Regions from separate parts of the Canis lupus genome. Here region 2 is linked to region 1. The links are chromatin contacts, called in public Hi-C maps. All regions are on one chromosome and are shown on one strand. The core of a region is the stretch at or near the end of the contact, and the rest is flanking DNA. Distances in the headings are between cores, read along the strand shown. Region 1 holds the start of ATXN7L1 (ataxin-7-like protein 1). Region 2 overlaps ATXN7L1 (ataxin-7-like protein 1).

What was found. A called contact is a pair of places that touch in the nucleus more often than the background predicts.
Region 2: a contact with region 1 is called in a Hi-C map of blood, with 1.8 times the contacts expected there. The contact joins the enhancer-like site here to the promoter of ATXN7L1 in region 1. A contact is called at or near these places in 2 of 9 Hi-C or Micro-C datasets (amygdala and blood).

Annotation. Positions count from the first base shown.
Region 1 is chr18:14,865,855-14,868,589 of UU_Cfam_GSD_1.0, reverse strand. ATXN7L1 (ataxin-7-like protein 1) reads right to left here and starts at 1,452. Exons shown (of 14, transcript XR_005373183.1): 1 at 1,240-1,452; 2 at 634-702. LOC102151464 (a long non-coding RNA gene) reads left to right here and starts at 2,077. Exons shown (of 3, transcript XR_005372914.1): 1 at 2,077-2,195.
Region 2 is chr18:14,963,624-14,966,751 of UU_Cfam_GSD_1.0, reverse strand. The region is part of intron 3 of ATXN7L1 (ataxin-7-like protein 1); the gene reads right to left. Among named protein-coding and RNA genes, the nearest start is that of ATXN7L1, 98 kb to the right of the region's middle. Within about 2 kb of position 1,596, at least 4 of the 20 cell types and tissues checked have an H3K27ac peak or open chromatin away from gene starts, as enhancers often do. A contact at or near this core is called in blood, where this site is marked.

The DNA.
Region 1 (2,735 bases), core at 203-2,702:
TCTGCTCACTGTGTCCCATTTCAGGTACTATATTATTTCCATGCTGGGGACACAGGGATGTGCAACCGGCTGGGGGCCCCGCACACAGATGCCCCTGGCCCTGCCCGCCATTCAACAATCTGTGGCCAAACAGAAAGTGGGCCGAATGTGACTTGCTGCAAAGATCTGCCATGTACAATGGTTTTGGGGGGAGAGTGGAGAAGTAGCTGCCAGAATGACTGACCATGTGGGGCTCATTAAACTGTTGTATATTTACCCACAAGGAAGGCTGGGATGCAGGTGAAGGGAGCTCTGCTCCTCATTTCAAAGATTTCAAGCCACCACCACCCCCCCCCCAGCACCACCATTTGGCAGTGATGCTCCAAAGGTAAATGGCAGATAGGCATCAGGAGGTCCAAAGGTGGACTCCACTTAAGTGCTGTAAACTTCTGCCTTCCACAGTCTCCCCCCTACCCCCCCAGTTGTATTTATACTTTGAAAGAAGTTAACATGAGGCAGTAGTCACCTGGGCGTGCTCGGTTTTTGACAAGGCTTAGTCACTCTGTACCCAGCAGAACAATTCACATTATAGTCGAAATCCTGTGAAGACTCTGCCACACATGCTAACACTAAAATACCAGTAGCTCCACTTACCTTCTTTATTAAGCCTCATAACCTCCCTGCTTTTTCCACCCTCTTTTCCAGCCTCTTCTAAATCTACATCTGCAGATGAAAAAGAAAAGGAGAAAAGAAAATGAGGAGAAAAAAAAAAAAAAAAGATCAAAAAGGGGGGGAAAAGCCAAAGTCAAGGAGGGTGGGGGGGAGGGAGAGTGTTTATTTGCAAACAGATCGATAGAAATACTGTACATGAAAATCTCTCAAAAATTGACAATGCAACATTTTCTCCCAAGTCCGGATTGCCATCTACCTGGCCCAGATAGGTACCAAAAAACTATGCAAGCAGCAACAGAGTAGCCTTTTAAACAGATCCACCGTGGGGCTGTGAAAGCCCACCCCGCTGGCTGCCACGGGGAGCCCGGCACAGACAGACAGACAGACAGCCAGCCAGCCCCGGCAGCAGGGCCTCTCTCTGTGCATTGATGATCTGTCTCTGTGTGTATTTATTTAGGGAGAGAGGGAGAAGCATGGACGACACCGGGGGCCACTCTCTCTCTCACACACACACTTTTTCCCAGTGGCTCTAGGTGAATGGAAAGGTTACAGGATAATAAAAGGAGGAGGAGGCGGTGGGGTTCTTACTGTCGGAGCAGTGTAATTTGGCGGCGTCGATCCAGGAGGACCAGGGCTTGCCCAGAAACGCCTCCGGACTGGGCACTTTGCGATCCAGTGTCGCCATTGCTCTTCCTTCTTGTTGCTTTTTCCCTGTTCCTTCGGCAGCAGCAGCCGAGAGACACGGGATTCGAGAACGCTCCGACGTCATCTTCGGAACGTTCCGACATTGAGTGCTCTGAAAGGGGGAGGGCGGGAGGGAGGAGGAGGGGAGGGCGGCAGGGGGGCGGGGGGAGGAGCCCGAGCCCGAGCCCGAGCCGGAGCCGGAGCCCGAGCCCGAGCCCGAGCCCGAGCCCGAGCCCGAGCCCGAGCCGGAGCCCGAGCAGGCGCTGGGGGCGCGGCCGCGGGGGGCAGCAGAGAGGCGCCTGCAGCTCGCCGCCCGCCCGCCCGCCGGGGAGGGAGGGGAGGGGAGGGGAGGGGAGGGGAGGGAGGGACCGCGCGCCCGGGGAGGGGAGGGGAGGGCCGTCTCCGGAGGAGGGGAGGGGCTGCCGGGGGAGGGGAGGGGCCGCCAGGGAGGGGCGGGGGCAGCCGGGGAGGGGCGGGGCGGGGCCGCCGGGGGAGGGGCGGGGCGGGGCCCGCCGGGGGAGGGGCGGGGCGGGGCCGCCGGGGGAGGGGAGGGGCGGGGCGGGGCCGCCGGGAGGGGAGGGGCGGGGCGGCGCGCCAGGCCCCGGCGGCGGCGGTGCGCGCGGGCGCGGGGATGCTGCGCCCGGTCACCGCCGGCACCGCCTTCTCGCGCGCCCGGAGGCCCGAGCCGGGGTCGGAGGGGCCGCGGCGCGCAGACCGAGCGGGGCGGGGGCGGGGGCGGGGGCGGGGGCGGGGGCCGGCCGGGGAGAGGCACGACCCCGCCGAGCGGCCTCCAGACGACGGAAAGTTTCCGCACGCCGCCCTTGCGGCGCCCTGCCCTCGCCGGCTCGCTGTGGTCCACGGTGAGGCGCCCCCGCGGAGACCCCCGCCGCCGCGGTCCGCTGGGTGTACGGGTGGGCGGGGAGCCGGACGGGCTCTCCCCCTCCGAGCATCCGCCTCCCCCGCTCCTGCAGCCCGGGGCGTGTGGGGGGTGGAGGGGAGCCGGACAGGTTAGCCCCAAGAGCATCCCAAGCCGGGAGGCGACCCTGGTGGTGACCAGCTCCCGGCTCTCCTCCCACTCCCTTCACCCTTTCTTTCCTGTCACGGTGGACCTGGGGACCGTGGGGGGGGGGGGGTCCGCGGATGCCTTTGGGAGCTGAGACCAATGGGTGGATGGAAGTGGTGCTTAAAAGAAAAAGAAGCAGGCGAGTCAGGGGCCATCTCAGGCGGCGGGACCTTGCAAAGCCCAAAACTCAGGGTCGCGGTGTCCCCGGACGCGCGGCGCGCGGTGCGTGTCTCGGGTTCTGCGGGAACCACGGCGCAGCCCCTGCTCCAGGGCCACGGTGGCGGGAGGGCACCCTCAGCGCTCGGAGCGGGCTGCTTGCTGGGCCCAGCCCTGGAGC
Region 2 (3,128 bases), core at 347-2,846, 98 kb before region 1:
AAACAGATTTTTAAAACCTAGAAATGAATGTATCACTCTGAACTAGACAGATGTCCCAAAGCACCCCAGGGTGTAAAACAGTGAATTAGTAAGAAGTTCATGCTTTATAGATCAGTTGGGGTGCCTCTAATCCTCCTGTGAGTCTGTAGGCTGAGAATGCACGGCAATGATTGGGTCAGGATTTCAACTCTTTATTGGAATTACCAGTTGACTTTAAGTTAAGAGAAAAGTGTACAAAGGTTTCTGTGTTGTTGGAGAACACAGAAGTCCCGGATAACCATTGCCTTTATTAGAAAAAGAAATATTGTTCACTATGCACGTTAAAACTTAATGGCAATCACTACATAAATACATAAATTTTTATATACAAAAATATCATCTATCTATATAAATATATCTATATCTACATACAAATATTTATCTATGTATAAATAAAATCTATTCTGGACAAATTAGCAGAGAGAAAAATGGGAAGATTAAAAAAGCTTTGCTAATCTAATGGAAGATAGGAAAGAAGATCAAAGAGGCAAATAAAAAGCAAAGTAAGCAGAAACACAAATTAAAAGACAGAAATAAGTCCAAACATATAAAGTAACCATAATAAATGTAAATGGATAAAACTTACCTATTAAAAGACACTATCAGATTGGACTTTTACAAAGGCCAGCGACATACTGTTTACAAGAATGCTGCCTAAGACAAGATGACACAGAAAAGTTGAAAATAAGGGATTGGAAAGGGAAGAGGCAAACACATATTCACCAACAGAAAACTGGGTTGGAAAGTTAATCAGATGAAATAGGACCTAAGGGGAAGGTTAATGGGATGAAAACTCCACCACTATAAAGACATGTATTATACGCATCCAACAACACAGTCTTAAAACTGTAAATCAAAGGTTGTTCTGAGTTCCAGAAGAGACTGACACACTTAACACCCATCGTAGGAGACTTAAAACCCTTTTCTCAGAAATTACAGACCAAGCAGACCAAAATGGTGAGGATATACAAGATTCGAGCAACAAAATAAGGAAATACATGGAACCTTGCACACAAGAGATCAAACAAATTTTCTGATCACATGAGCCACACTTTTTAAAAAAATGGTCACGTGCTAACTAGTCACAAAGGAAATATCATTAAGTTATAAAATGGATAACTCAGAGCTAACATTCTCTGGCCATCATAAACTAAACCAGAAATCAAAAATAAAACAAACGGTCAGGCCTCCCTCAACTACTCTTTACATCGGAAAACTAAAACCACACTCCTAAATTACCAGTTGGTGGTTGTGTGATTTTTTTTTTTTTTCTTCTGTGTGTGGCCTAGTTGCTATGGGACCAGGTTAATTTACATGACATTGTCAGGGGCTATCACCAGAAACAGGAAACTCCCTAAGCCATGATAGCTTCATTATTTTGTGCTTTGAACTAAATTCTAAACCAAGGAGAAGGTGAAGTATCTGAGCCCCAGAAGAAAAGAGGGATGTGCCTGGGTTAATTATGACCCAGTGGTGTAACACTAGAAGCTGCTACTGGCACGTTCCCCAGGCTGTGCCCTGTTCACCACTCTATATACCTATCTCTTTCTGCTCACCAACGCAGGCTGGATAAGGAGACTGCCCTGGAGGTGCCATTGGCACCTGGGAAAAGGTGCTATTCACTAGACGTGGCATCTTACAAACGAATGGTGTCCTGGCATCGAGCAAACACTGCAGGTAACAGTTTGTAGGGGGTCTCCTGGTTGTTCTTTTACAGGGCCAAGCACTTCTGAAAAATGACCAGGGAAGGCTGCATAGGAGACACACAGGAAAAATACAGGTTCATTTATCCTGTGGGGAGGAAGCACTTCCCCCAAGGAATCCCTCAAAACAAAAACAAAACCAGACAGATGGTCCTTCCCCTGGACTGTGCTGCTGCCGACCCAATTCAATTCCAGGGCTGGTTGACTCATGAGACAAATATTAAAAGGAAAAACACCAAACGCTGGAAGAGGGATAGGATGCAGGGTCAGGGTGATGCGGACCAAATCGAATCAATGACAGGTCTGTAAGTTCTGTGGGTGGGTGGGAGTGGGAGGCAGAAAAATAGCAGATAAAAGAGAGGGGACATAGCTCTTCTGCTTGTGCCTGGCACACCTGCGGTAGTTAAAAGAGCCCAGGTGGTTTCCGGGCTCACAAACATTACAAGCCACAGAGCAGGGGCAACCTCACCACCTCTGGGCCTCTTGGCTGGTCCCTCGTGGCGGCAAACACCACCACCATCACCATGCCCCCCACCCTTTCAAAGAGTGGCTGAGGCAAAGGTTTGTCATCAGGGCAGAAGAATTTGGAAAGCACTGCCTCCTTAATCACACTGGTAACCCGACTCCTATGTACTTGGAGATGGTGCCACCACCACGATGACGCCCAGAGCTGACAGTGCGGCAGGTCCCCGAGCCAGGGTGTCATTGTGACCTTACTAATGTGGAGGGATCGGTACCCTCCTGATGAAGGTGGGCGCTTGCTTACGAGGGGGTAAAGTATGGGCTGGGGGCAGCCACTTGCGGAGCTGGGCAGGAACCACCAACACAACACAAGCGAAGCCGAATGCACCTCTGGAGAAGGCTCAGGGATTTGAAGAAATAAATCCTGGGGGAGAGAAGCAAAGCATTGGGGACACTAATCAACAAACAAAACACAGGGTCAATACGAAACCAAACGTTAGACCACTGTCTTCATTTATTGCCCCCCAGGTCCCATGCTGCCCCAGACCCATCTATTCCGCACGTGTCTGCGGCACTGTTTTCTAGAGGGCCTGGCTCTGTGCAAAAGCACAGGGCAGGTCCTACACAAGCTGCAGGAGGTCCTCGACCACAGGAAGCCACTAATTGCTAAGATGCCACATCAACTGAAAAGCACCTTTCTCCAGAGGAGGGAAAAAGATACAGGCCATAGTAAATGTGCGTATGAGGGAAGAAGGGCTTTGACTTAAAAAAAAAAAAAAAAAAAGAGGGCTTGGAAACTTCTTTATTTTTTTTCTCAAAAATTTTTTTTTTATTTTTAAAAGATTTTATTTACTCATTTGAGAGACAGCACGAGTGAGAGCATTAGCAGGGAGGAGAGGGAGAAGCAAGCTCCCCCCTGAGCAG